Linked DNA regions of Gossypium hirsutum: region 2 is linked to region 1. Evidence: chromatin contacts called from public Hi-C data. All regions are on one chromosome and are shown on one strand. Each heading gives the region's core, a stretch centred on a gene start, on an enhancer-like site or on the middle of the called end of the contact. The rest is flanking DNA. Distances are from core to core; before and after follow the strand shown. Region 1 holds the start of LOC107888974 (lysine-specific demethylase JMJ25). Region 2 holds the start of LOC107888977 (autophagy-related protein 8C).

Region 1 (7,173 bases), core at 2,440-4,939:
GACTTCGTGATGGATTAAAAGCTAGACAATATATTTTGATATTCTTATGATTGATGTGTAAATATAATGTGCAGGATAAACAAAATATAGTGAATACTTGGCTGCTATTTCTTTTGGCTAATTAAGGCATACCGCATCTGACAGGTCATAGTGAAGCTTGGTGACTGAGTCCCCTCTTCCAAGCTCCTGTGAAATCCCATAAGCAATGTATGTTTTTGGGCCCAAGTCTGGTTTCAGGACACCAGCTGGCAACTTGACAGCAAGGTTAAGGATACCGGACCTAGGATCAGTGTATTCTTGAAATGGCAATATCCTTATAAATTCATCACAATGCCGAGGCAAAAGATCCTCAAAGTTATTAGACGGCGGCCAATCCTTTAACTTTAGCATCTCTGGCCAGAAGTTATGATAACTTCTTCCTTCCATATAGCCTTTGAAAAATTGGTAAGTATTAATCCCCACCTGTATATATTGCAAAATCAGACTTCAAATATAATGTAGCCGTGAAAAGAATGCATGAGAAAGAAAAAGAAAGTGGCTTAAAAGCTAAAAGGAGAGAACAGAACTAACCTCACAGCACGCTAGACAATCAATAGCCCTAACTTCAGACATCTCCAAACTAGTATGTAAATCCTCTGTTTCACATAAAGCTCGCCACATTACCATTGGTTCCCAACTTAAACCAGTTGAATTTGAAAGAGCATTGCGAACAATAACTGGTTCACCTTTAGCCCATTTCATTTGAAAGTGAGAAAGGTCTTCCTTTTGAATGTCATATGAAGTTGGGGAATGTAAGCAATTGTCATTGGTTCCTTCTCTAGAAACCCTGTGATGTAATGTATCTCTGCCTTTTACAGCACATTTATGCTTCAATATTCCTTGTCTAATTCTGCAGGCGCGCAACATTTCCCCAGCCTTTGCCGCCAAATCCGAAATCCATCCAACTGGAAAGATGCATTTTAGCTCCAATCTGCAATCACCACAACCATTCATTTCTCTGGGGGGACAAGTAACACTTCCATCACTATTGGCTTTCCATTGAATTGATCGCTTAGTTCGATCCTTCACTGTTTCACTTAGATAAGATCCTGGTAAAGGGTCGCCAGCATGAATATAATCATAACCTCTGTTCCTGTATTCATATGCAACTTCATCACGGCTAGAAAGCCTTCCCTCCCGAATTTCTTGACAACAACGAAGACAAAGTTCATATGCACAATTTGGGCAGCTACGATGAAGGTCAAAGATGGAAGTTGCACAGTGGTTACTGTTCCAAAGAGATGAAAAAGTGGAGGTGAAGATAAATTGAGAACTAGTGAACAATAGTACAATCACAAGATAAATTGTATGCTTATAGAAAGAGAAATGCTTTACCAATAGATACGCTCATCACTATAACAAAGAGTCTGTGGTATGTCAACTGCAGAAGGCAGCAACTCTAAACAGAGAACCTTTTGTAAGAACCAGAGAGAAGTTGCGGCTGAAGTTTGGTAAAAAAGGGAAAAGAAAAGAAGAGCTCAAACCTTGAATTTCTGCCTCAATTTCTATCTCCTGCTTTTGCATTTTGCATATTTGTATAAGGAAGGGAAGCATTGACTCAATCAAGTATTTCAGATGCTTAATCTTTTCCTGATATGTGATGTCCCTCTTTGATGTCTGTGGATTAAGCAGAATGAAAATTATTATGTGACAATTTCATTGGAATATTCATGGCCCGGTACTGATGAAATAAGTAATCAACCTCATAAGCAAAAACATTAGATTTCACTCACAGCACCACCATGGTAAAATCTTTTACTCAATAGACAGTTTTTCCAAAAGAATAAATCTGAGGCCATTATATGATTTAGTCATAGTTTATTTAAAGAGAAAAGTAGACCTTAATTAATCCACTTGAGTGCAAACAGATGCTGCAGTTGCAATTCCTACAACAAAATGGGCACTGCTTTGCTATTTCTTCTTTTGGTATATTGGGATACCTAATGCACCACAACAGTAACAATAAATGAGAAACAAAGTGTATTAGAAATAAAAAAATCTAAGCCTATTAGGTTGAGCATGTTACCATTGTCTGATGCAATTGACGCAATACACTTTCTCTTTACATTTCATGCAGGGAACAATGGTCCTTTCTTCAGTCATACACTGGTGACACTTCACATATTTTCTTCTGCCCTGTTTAAAGCAAGATTTCTCATAATTGTAGTCAGGAAAATGAATATCAAATTGAATAATCTTTATCGGACTAAAAAGAAATAAAATACCTTCACTTTGTTCTTTTTGCATCTGTCAGTGCTGCTAAAGTCACTTTCCAAATGTGAAACTGGAGAGCCTGAAGATGATGATGAGGACAAAGATGAAGAATCAGACAATGAAGTAACTATATGATCAGAAAGTTTCCTCGTAATCTCCTTAGGCCTTCTTTCAACCATCACACTGTCAAAATTTCGGCTTTTGCGCCGGTCTTTCATGTTCATAAACACGATAGCTTCCTCCTCCCATTCATCCAATTCTTCTTCATCCAGTGTAGCTGTCTTGGCTATTCCATTACAATGTCTCTTAGCCTTGGGAATTTTCTCATCCTCTAAGAATTCAAAATCCTTACTTAGCTTTTGTCTCTTTGACTGATTCTTTTTCCTTGCTAACAATTGCTTCGCATTGCCCTTATTTTCAGGTTTGGCCCTTTTATTTCCACAATGCACTGTCATGGGAATTCTTTTCTTTGTTGCAGGCCATGAATTTAAGGTTATCTGCTTACTTTGACCAGTATTACAGTTCTGTCGTTCTCGCTTTGCAATCATCGCCGCCATTGAGAAAGATTATAATTTATCAGAACCTGCAAAGACCTCATTATATAGCAAAAAAATGGTGATAAAACTTTAAAGACTTGGCATCCCTGTTTATATAACAGAAATCACAAAACGAAGAAGAAAAGAGCCTAATTTCAAGCAAACAGCATAAGTTTTGTATACCTAATTATAAAAAAGAAAAAAACTCCAAGCATTATACCTCTCATATGTCGGTGAATTAAATGTATTAAAGAAAAAAATCAGCTCAAATTAATAACAATAAATCGCAGGATAAGAATTTACGATCAATTGAAATAAAAGAAATCCAGATATTGAAACCTGCAACGTTGACTCAGGTCAAGTCAACTGAATTTTAGGATGAATTTTTCATCTAAAAACGCAGAAAATTAACACGAAACCTAACATCAACAAAATCACAACGAATAATCTTGAAACGCAAGTAATTCGGAAAGTAATTACAACAAATTCATCGATAAAACTTCATGATCCATTGAAATATAAAACCGATGCAGATATTAGAACCAGCAGCATTGGCTCAGATAAAGTCAACTGAATTTTAGGATTAATTTTCATCTAAATACAGAAAAAAAGGAAAAAATCAAGAAAAAAAATCACCGCGAACATTCTTGAATCACAAGGAAAAGAAACAGAGATATTGTTTTGAACGAAATTAAACGTAAAATATGAATCAAAGAGTGAGAAGACGAAGAAGACTTAGACTTACCTGATGGAAATATGGTGGATTCAAAGAGTCGAATCAATTAAATGTACTATATAATTAGCCCAAAAATCTCTTTCAAAGATCGTTGATCCAAATTTTCTTTAAATTTTTATATATAAAGAGAACAGAGAATGAGAAAATCAGCCTATCCCAAAGCTGCGTTTTGTTTATTTATACCCGACGAGCGTGGGGCCAGATAGATATATATATTTTTTATAGTTTATATTTATACAATTAATATTCCCCTTATCTCCTCGTAGCTTCTTAGGAAAATAATATATTTTAATGTACTTGAAATCAGGTTTTCTTAACCCACGTCCTTTAGAACCACATAAATTTTTTTAAATATAAATTTTTCTCTTCTAAATAGATATCTTTATTGGATTTCAGATGATTTTTTTTATTTTCCTTAAAAAAATTTATTTTTATTTAATCTATAATAATTTAAATAACCATAACTTAATATTAATATATTTTTAAAAAAATTATTTAATATTAAATATTACTTATTTATTTTTAAGATATTTAAATATTTTTATTTATCCTAATGTGTCTTTTCATTTTTTTTAATATATGATAGTTGGTAAGAATATACGTCACTAAACCTTCCTGTAATTTTTTATATATTACATTTAACAATGTATAGAATAATAATTCACAAATAAAAATGTCTAAAATGCTTTAAATTAAATCAGAAGAATTTTATTATTTAAAGTTAAAAGAGATAATTTTAAAAATCGATTTTGAGCACATGATTGAGATCTTATTGTTAAATATTATTTGATTCCTTATAAAATTTATTCACTATCAATCTAATAAAATATTAGACTTATAATATAAAATTATTTTTAAATGTGAGTCAAACAATAATTAGAATATAAGAGCAATCGTTGGAAAGTAATGCTAATGGCTTTTGGGAATGAGACATTGCCTACGTCGGAGTTTATAGTGGGCGGTAATCCTTTAGGGTCGAATAGTGGAGTTGGTAGGGTGACAGAATAAGGTTCGTCGATGGTCGGATCTTCCATTGGATCTAGACGACCCAACGGTGGACATAAACGGTTAAATAGTACATAATGCATACCAAGTGAGGGCGCCGTACAAATCCACGTTAATGGGGTCTTCCACAAGGCTTAATCAACCCGTTGGCATGGAGGAGGATTTTGAACTCCCTGATGGAGATGTGGTAACAAAAATGGTGGACGGTATTCCATCGATTACATTCTCGGACTGCGTCTATAAGTATATGATAAACCATAAAAGTAATATATTTTTAATCTCATTCTTGATGCATTTTTGGATGATTTATTATGTAAATTAGTGAATTTGATGCTCCTAATCCTTTAAATTCATGTTTCTATAGTTATATGAGCATAGGGAAGTGAAAGGAGCAAAAAAGGGGCCAATCGGATAAAAAGAGCTGTTTTCATGATCCACACGGCCAAGACATTTCCACACGAGTTGGGCACACGCCCATGTACCAGCCTATGTTGATTTCGCACTATGTTTCTCTTTTAAGCGGAAAAAGCCAATCTTTAGGGATTCTGAGCATTTTAAAGTTTATAAATACACACTAGAAGAGTACCTGAAGGGCACGCAGAGAAGAACGAAGAAAAGACTCGAAGAACGCCATCGGATTTATTTCAGAAGCAAATCTCCTTCAAGATTGAAGACCTCCATTCAATTTCTTTAAAAGTTTATTTGGGTTTCTTTATGTCTTGTTGTTTTCCTAACTTTGAGATAATGTTATTGCATATTATGAACTAAATTCCCTAGATACCTAGGGAAGATGAAACCTATATGAATCTTATTATTTCATTTTTGAATTACATGATAAATACTTGATTCTTGTTCTCAATTATGTATACTTATTTCATGTTTTAATATTTTAGGATATTAATTCATGTTTAATGTGCTTATTTCAGTAGAGCAAAAGTCCCTATTTAAGAGTAGATCTAGCATAATTGAGTAGAGTTGCATACAATCCTAGAAATAGGACGATATAAATCTACCGGATTAGAGTCAAATCTAATATGGGAATCCATAGATCGAGTTAATGCGACAATAGGGGTTTTAATTAGAAAGAGATTTCAATTAATCAACTTAGAGTCAGTTATTTTTACTCTCGAAAGAGATGTTAACATAATTTAGGGATTTCTACGGATCAAGGCGCAAGTGAATAAATCATTTAATTCATATTCAAAATAATAAGTGAAGTCTAGGTGGATTCTTTCCTGGGTATTGTCTATCTCATTTGTTTTATTCAAATATTTTCCTAATTCATTCTTTGTTGCGTTCTTAGTAATTAGTTAGTTAATTTTAAATTAAAATCAGTCCCATTAATTTATCGGCTAAATAATAGAAAAATAGTCATTACTAGTACTTTTAGTCCTCGTGGATATGATATTCCTGACTCGCCATAGCTATACTATTATTCGATAGATGCACTTGCCTTTATTGTAATTTTAGTTAGTTTAGTGACCATCAATATATCAAATGGAAAACGACGAGGACTGTTATCGTCAAATTGTTGGGTGGGATAGTTGGCTTCAATGCATTATTGAATAAGATTTCTTTGATGTGGAGTCCTAGAAACCCTGTACAACTCTTGGATCTGGAGAATGATTTCTCTCTTGTGAGGTTTCAAGATGATGAGAATGTCAACAAGGTTTTGACGGGTGATCTGTGGGTAATTTTTAGGTGATATTTGTCTATTCGGCCTTGGTCGCCAGAGTTTTCGACGACTCATGATGAGGTGGACGTTCAGGTGATGTGGATAAGGCTTATGGGTCTGCCAAAAGGATATTATTCTGATTTCCTCCTTCGTATGATTGGACTATCGTGGTGAAAATTGACGAGCACACGGATAGGGCCTGGTGGGGAAGGTTTACTCATCTAGATGTGTGTATTGATTTGAGGAAGCCATTAGTGTAAAAAATCAAGACTAATGGTTGACTTCAAAGAATTGAATGTGAGGCATCACCAAATGTGTGTTTCAAGCGTGGCTTGTATGACAATGGAGCGTGTTTGTGTTCAAGTGTTAAGAAGTCGGAAGGTCAAATAGTCTTTACTGATCCAATTAAGGAGAAAACGAGGCTCCAATGAAGGGTGGAGGAGGAGTCATTTGGATCTTGGATGATAGTTAAACGCCAGAAGAAGGGGAAGGGCCAGAACATAGGGGCAGTTAAGGGAGATAATCATTACGTGAAGGCTAAGGCATCTCATTTCTTGAAGTTGAATGAAGACATGGGAGGGGTGATACCGTGACTATTGAATCAATTGAAGGATGTCTGGGTAGTCGCGCTAAAGGGCAGGACAAGGTTTCGAAGGTTGCTAGAGGTATGGGAAATAAGGAGCTAAAGTAGCCCCTTAAGCACAAAAAATTTAGCAGGCTAAAGGGAAGGATTTTATTATTGGTAGTGGACCCAAATTAGGGTCCAAGGGGTTTAAGCCTAAAAATATGAATGTAGGGGTTAAGCCTAAGCAGAGTCAAGCTTTGTTCGATGATGGTTTGTTAATGGGCCTAAAATCTTCAGTTGGTGAAGAATTTGTTTTGCTTTTACAACTCGTATATGTTTCTTCCAAGTTAGATAAGGATAAGCATAGGGCTATTCAATTTTTGGGAAAAGAGAAGGCCGAGTC
Region 2 (7,312 bases), core at 3,323-5,822, 280 kb before region 1:
ATTTCTGAGCTCTCGGTATGCGTCATTGATGCAGTTAAAGCAATCACTTGAGTTCAAATCCCCTCTGCAAAATGAAACTGCGTTAGCTATGGTGGAGCCTTGGCCAGATGAAAAATTGTAGAAGCCCCTGTCATTTGGTGTGTTGAGGGAGAAAGATGAAAGCAGTTGATTGAGGTTTGTCTCGTAAGTGCTGTTGCTGGTGAAGTTACCAGTGCTGTTTATACAAAAATGGCGTAGAGGCTGTTGTTGAGCAACGGTAACAGTAACATGGAATGCTGTAACTAAAGAAGAGAATAAAAACTGCCATGAAAGATCCATTGCCATGTTTGCCTGCAGATATTCAAAGCTTAATATATGATTTTCAGAGTACATTAAAATGATCAATGGTTGCTTGCAACCTTCATGATTTAAGGTTGATGCAGACTTAACTGATCATAAAATTTCTAAGAAAGTCACTACATGGCTGTGGTCCCGTGGATTTGGATTGATCTGGAATAAGCTAGTTAAAGTCAATGGTGGCTTCAAATTTGTCATGCAGAGATATGTAGGAACTAAGAAGTTCCCTTAGGACACTAAGCAAATAGCTCTGCCTCCGTGACCTTTGACCATACGCTCTAATATACCAATCATCTGCAAAAAGAAGACAAAGCCAACTTGTTTGGTTAGTAGCATTGGATTAGACAAAGCCAACTTGTTTGGTTTTGTCTTCTCTGCTTGCAAACGATGGACTTAGTAGAAGCTTTATCCATGGTTGTTGACCCTAAAGTTACAAGTAGATGCCATGATTGGATAATAATTTCCTGCTTCAAATGTATGCTGGTGCTGGTGTTATCATTCTGCATAAGCCCTCTCTGTTATTGCTAATTTTTTATCGATTTCAATGGCTAATTTTCTCATGTCATTTGATTCTTCTGTAAATTAATGTTGTAGGAATACATAAAACATTCTGTGCAACATTATTCGTATAATATAGTTTTATGTGCATTTCTGAACTTACATACATACCAAGTCTTATATATAAATAATTTCAAGTACTCAAAAACATTAAACTAAAACATAAAAATACAATTTAATAATCATTGATAAAGTTAATTTCTTCCATTAAGAAAATAAAATTCCAAGTTCATCGTCAAGAACAGAAACCATAGCCTAAGTGGAACCATTGAGAATTTACGCCTTTCCCTTTTAGCCATTTACATAGATTGATAATAGCGTAGTGCTAAAGAAGTTATGGGGAACCAAATGTGTTCTCTCCACTGTAAGTCATATACAGAAAGCCATCTTCATCCTTGTTTTCTTCATAAATTGCAGACATCAAAGCAGCTGCAACCAAATAAAAGAACCAAATTCAACCTCACACTAAACAAAATTGTAACATGTTATGACACTTGAAAGTAATATATTATCACTAACCAGTAGGAGGGAGAGTGTTCTTCACAAAGACAAATATAGCTTTCTCCGCACTAAGCTTAATCCTTTTGCGTACAACATAAACGAATTGCCCCACAGTCAAATCAGATGGAACAAGATACCTGAATCCATAATCAAACAAGAATATGTACTAAGAAAACCAGAAACAGTCACCAGTAAACAAGTCGTATATCTTGTTCGGTTCTCCGAAAAATACCCCCCATTAAGCTTCAGCAAATAAATGACATAAAACATCAATTCACTAGAAACCAAGTTTGGCAAATAACAGACTGAATAAGAATAGTTAAGCATTGCTCTACCGATGTTTCATTAGAATCGATTTCCTTCCTGCACAACTTAGCAGGAGACTTTACAAGTAGTTAAAACTACTAGAAGGTCCTTGTACTATTATAGACAGGGTCTCTGCTATAAAGATGAGCGAATTAGTCCTTAGTCTTTGTACATTTAACTTTGAAGCAAAAAGGACAAAATTTCAAATGAGTTAAAAACTGCCAACTTGTGTTTTAAAGTAACGCGAAAAGAAAAATCAAAATTAAACATTTTTAAAGCATGAAAAACGGAATAAACTGCTCATTTTCTTTCACGTCACTTTAAAATACAAGTTGGCATTTTTTGATGTTACTCTACTGGCATTTACGATCCATTTTCTTAAATGTACAAAAACTAGATTGGTCACTTCTATAGTATGACTAATTTGCTCCTAAGCCTATAAGGACCCTCCATGTGGTTTAACCCTTTAGACGCATAGCAAAGATTAGATAACAGTCTCAGGAAAATTAAAACAACGAAAAAGTGTGACAGAAAATGAAAATTTAAACTTTAATATGGTCAAACGTGACTAACTTCTTTTTATCAATGTCAGGAATGTCACTCCTTTCAGCCTTCTCCACGATAACCTGCATGATTGCAAGTATAGAAGAATATTAAAAGAGTGATGCAGGACGAAAATTATTAAGCAGAAAGGGAAGATAGCGGCTTGAATATTCTAACAGGAACTCTGTCTGGATACTTCTCCCTGATGCGACCAGATTCAGCCTGCCTCCTTTCTGAGAATTGGAAACAAGTAAAACGAAATTTTAATTAGCTTAATCGGATGGGAGAATAAGAGCAGCAAGACAAGCAAAGGAAATGAGGATGCTGCAACTATACCATCCATTCCTATACAATATAACCCTAAAAGGCTAATCCTAAAAAAGACTTAAACTAGTACACTTGGTTCAAACAAGCTCTTATGTTTTTTTTGGTAACTAAATAACTCCTAAACTTTTATTTTTATTCATGTAAACCCTTAGTTTTAACTAAAAATACTATCAGAGAAACTCAATACCAAGTTACAATCAATATTCTTGAGATATTAAGTTATCAATATTCGATTTTTGTTTTTTCTATTATAGAGCTAAAAGGCTAATGTACTAAAGAAGGCCTTAAACTAGTACGCTTTGTTTAAATAAGCCCTTATGTTTTTGTATAACTAAATAAGTCCTATACTTTGATATTTATTCATGTAAGCCCTTACTAAAAGTAAAACTCTTTTTGGAGAAACCCAAATACCAAGTTACAACCACTGTTCATGAGATATTCAGCTGTCAATATTGAATCTTAGTATATATATTTTTTAATTTTAATAGGTTAAACTAGTTTTAATCACATAGATAGATATTTAGATTCAATCTTCTATAATCAATAAAATTGTGAAGCCTCAAACTGAAACAAAAAGGATGCAATTTTTTTTAATGATTTTGACCAAATCAACAAATTTGATTATTTCATTCTGTCAGATTAGCAATTTAGCTTGAAATTCCTTTTTTCCTTTTTTTACTTTAGTTAAATTCAACACTTTCAAATAAAAATAAAAGTGTATGAGCTTATTTAGTATTTCTTTTAAAAAAAAAAAAAAAAACATAAGAGCTTACATGAAAAAGTGTACTAGTTCAAGGGTTATTCTTAGTACATTAGCCTAAACAATGTAAGTGCAATAAAAAATAGATTAAAATAAGTTGTTAGTTCCTGTACTTTGACAAATTTTGAGATATAGTACTTGTATTTAAAAATTAAGTCCTACTTTTTTTTATTTAAATATCCCAGTCCAGTCATTAAAATTGTAAGCATTTTTTGTCAAAAATTTTCTAGGGAATTTTTATTAGGGTGTCTTCATATGAGGTGGCATATGATTGACAAAAAAAGTAAACATGTTAAATTGACAAATTTTGACAGAAACTACCAATGACAATAATGATGGGACTAGAATTTTTTAAATTGAAAAAGGAGGATTGAATTTTTAACTTTTAAAGTACAGGGATTAAGTCTCAAATTTAATACAAGTAAAGGGACTAACAGCATATTTTAACCTTAAAAAAATCCTTTGCTAAGCAATGTTGAGAGAAATAAAGAATCAAATACCAATGGTTCCAATCAAATTTCATTACCAACAATGAAAGGAATAACCTAAAAAAGCAAACCAAAGAAGACAGTAGCAGAACATAGAATACAAGCAAACTTCTATTCATCATCATGTTCTGCTCATTTCAAAATTTGCAATAGCTTTATCAAGGTAATTTAGGACTATCAATATAATGATTCAACATCTCACACATTGGACAAAGAATGCCCAATTGCACCCAAGATTTAGCAGAATCTGACTAAGCCTCACTAATCAATAAAAACAAAAAGTATATTTAAACAAAATTTAAAGAATACCTAAATCAAAAATTAATTCAATGAAGCAGAATGTTCAAAAAAAATCATGAAAAAGAGAAGAGGATCAATGAAACTCACCCAAAGGATGTTCAAGCTTAAAGGAACTTTTCGCCATTGCTAAATTTGATCCTTGACTATCCACTGCGAATTTCAAAACATCGAAACATCAATGAAAAATTCAATCCTTTTTTTTCTAAATTAGACAAAACAGAAAAGGGCGAAAAAAAGTACCGAGAAAAAAAAAACAATGGAGGCTTTAAGAAATTAGGGTTTCAATTAAAAACAAGAACCCAATTGATTGATAGAGATAATTAGAAAAAGGGTTTGTTCCAATTTGAGTTAGATAGAAAGGACAGATTTTTCAAGCGAGAAGGAAACTATTTAGGGATTTAATTCGAAGCCAACACGAAAGCAATGCTAATTGGATTTTCCCGCGGTAAAAAGGAATCTCTTAATCTAGTCCTGGTTTACCAGAGTTTGCTTATGAAAACGATGTCGTTTCAGACATTCTAGTTGAAATTACCCTCCGAATGTGCTGGCATGAAGGACGAGTGGATTGGTTTGGTTTATTTATGGGATTATAGTCTAACAAATTTTAACAAATGAAGTTGATTTGTTATGTATTTTTATTGTTTTTTAAATATATTTTTAACATTTTTTACAGCTAAATCAGTATTATTATTTTTTCTTTATAAAGTTTTTTAATTATCTATAATTTATATCTATAATCTATAATATAATATAATATTTTTAAGGCTTAATGATAAATTTGGCCACTAACGTTTGAATGTTTTGTTAAAATAATCCTAATTTTACTTTTTAGTCTTTTTTTAGTATCAACTTTTGTTCTGTTTTTCAATTTGCTTTTTCTAACAGATTTAATGAAAGTACCGTTATAAAAGTTAATTGGGATGATGTGGAATTTTATATGTAAAATATTTTTAATAAGATGTAATTTATTACTTAGATAACCCAATAAATAATTACATGTGAAAAATAATAAAATAAATAAATAATACATTAAATTAAATTTAAAAAAATCTTAATTTAAAGAAAATAAATGTAATTATCTAAAAAAATTAACTCGATAGAAAAACTACGCAGTAGACAAACGTATGAAAGATTGAAACCTTTTAAAAGAAAAGAAAAATTGAAACATTGAATTTATTCATTAAATCTATTAGAAAAAGCATATTGAAAAAAAGAACAATGGTTGATGGCCAAAAAAAGGCTCAAAAATACAATTAGGGCCACTTTAACGAAACATGCATACATTAATGGCCAAATTTGTAACACCCTTAACCTGTATCTGTTGTCAGCATAGGGTTCGGAGTATTACCAGAATTTACAGAATATATAACAGACAATTCATGTTATTTAACATTCATATCAGAAACCATTCATAATGAATCATATCGTCCCTTATATGAGCCCTCGAGCCCCAAAATATGCATTAGAAATAAGTTGGGACTAAACCGGGTATTCAGAATTTTTTTCGCAAAATTTCAAAATTTTTCCGAGGTGCAGGGGTGTAAACTGAAAAAAATATATAGGATTTTTCCTATGTAATTTATCAAATTTTTACTTAAATTCGTTGTTAAAACTAAGTAATTGTTTAATAAATTAATGAAATATGTGAAAATATGAAATTAGGACATAGAAATTATTAAAATGTGATTTTATGCTTTATTATATAGTTTTCATGCATAAAATGGCTTATTTTATATTGATTTGAACGTATTAGATTTTTTAAGACATAAAATGGGTCATGCATGATTAAATTAAATAATAAAATATAAAATTGTATTTAATAAATCATTTTAAATATTTCATTAATAATTTGGGTTATAATTAATTATTTAAATTGGATAAGTTTTATTCTTTGGTCCTTCAACAGGTCTGGTAGCTTTGTTGGATTACAAAAACTATCTAAATTGAATACCAAGTCAACCCAAATTTGGCTACACATGGCTGTCCATTTAAACCACTTTTTGCTTTAATTACATAAGGTCCTTGCATTGTTAAAGAAATTAGAGATTTGCCCAAAGATTTACATTTGACCGAGTCTCAGTCCTGAGTTATTATGGAATTTAAATTGCTTAAAAATCAAGTGAAAATCAGCTCAAATTTCACTAATTGTGGCCGGCCACTCATAAGAGAAGTTTGAAGAGACTAAACCCAGTTATTTTTAGCAAGCTACCTACCTCTTTTCACCTATAAATAAGACCCCTTCATTCCCTCATCAATCATCCTTCATCCATCATCATTCTCTTCTCTCACAATTCTTTTAGCATTTTCTATTCCCCACACCTAGAATCATCTCTTCATAGAGATTTTAGCAATTAAATCCTTGTAAAGAGCCTTTGGTCAGCCACCTTGGAGAGCCATCAGTAAAGGAACAAAGTGAAGAAGCGAAAGAGTCTCATCAGTCAGAGCCACTTTGATTTGGGTTTAATCTTTCTTTTCTTTAATTTAATCAAAAATGTTTGCTATGTGTTCTTTGTTCTTGTTTACAACAATGTTAGCTTAATTTTATTTAAGCTAGGATGATTGCTTTGATTAAATAATATTTATTTGATTCATGCTTATAATGTTTGTTCCTTAATCATCATGTTTTCAATTAAAATCAAGTATGTATTTCGTTCATACATGATTGAAATGCACCTGAATTAGCTGAGCGATCCTAACCAGATGACGACTAGTGGACACATAATTGAAATGTGCATACTCAATTTAGATCCTAACCCAATTAAATTGCAGGTTGCATAAAAACTCTAACCAAGCTCTGTCATCTGCATAGTTTTTAGATTTGTGTGATTAAACTGTTTCGAACCTAACACGTCCCTGTTACCTCACACGAATTCTAAGAAACCCTTAGTAAATAAGGATTAGTAAAATGTGTATTTACTAAGTAAAGGATTCCGAAAGGGCCTAATATGGTTTCCAAACTCATGAAAGATTGAGTTGTCATGGAATGTTTTTCCGAATGTTATTAAGCATGTTGATAATAAATTGAGTTTAATTAAAGTAATTGTCCTAGTTTATTTATGTTATAATTGTTGCAAATTGTGTTTAATTTTGCTAAAATCTATTTCATTCATATAGTTTGCATACTTAGGATAATTTCCATTAGGGATCATTGTATTTAGGTTAATATATTTAATATTAATCATCACTTCTCAAC

Evidence for each region. A called contact is a pair of places that touch in the nucleus more often than the background predicts.
Region 2: a contact with region 1 is called in a Hi-C map of leaf, with 2.4 times the contacts expected there. The contact joins the promoter of LOC107888977 here to the promoter of LOC107888974 in region 1. A contact is called at or near these places in 3 of 34 Hi-C or Micro-C datasets (hypocotyl, leaf and petal).

Annotation. Positions count from the first base shown.
Region 1 is chrA09:58,836,841-58,844,013 of Gossypium_hirsutum_v2.1, reverse strand. LOC107888974 (lysine-specific demethylase JMJ25) reads right to left here and starts at 3,689. Exons shown (of 14, transcript XM_041076092.1): 1 at 3,535-3,689; 2 at 2,265-2,836; 3 at 2,066-2,175; 4 at 1,880-1,979; 5 at 1,524-1,656; 6 at 1,375-1,438; 7 at 726-1,267; 8 at 571-635; 9 at 133-462. The coding sequence starts at 2,810.
Region 2 is chrA09:59,121,562-59,128,873 of Gossypium_hirsutum_v2.1, reverse strand. LOC107888977 (autophagy-related protein 8C) reads right to left here and starts at 4,572. Exons shown (of 6, transcript XM_016813256.2): 1 at 4,360-4,572; 2 at 4,207-4,269; 3 at 2,422-2,477; 4 at 2,275-2,327; 5 at 1,414-1,532; 6 at 1,080-1,323. The coding sequence starts at 4,243. The coding sequence ends at 1,229. It also overlaps the pseudogene LOC107888976.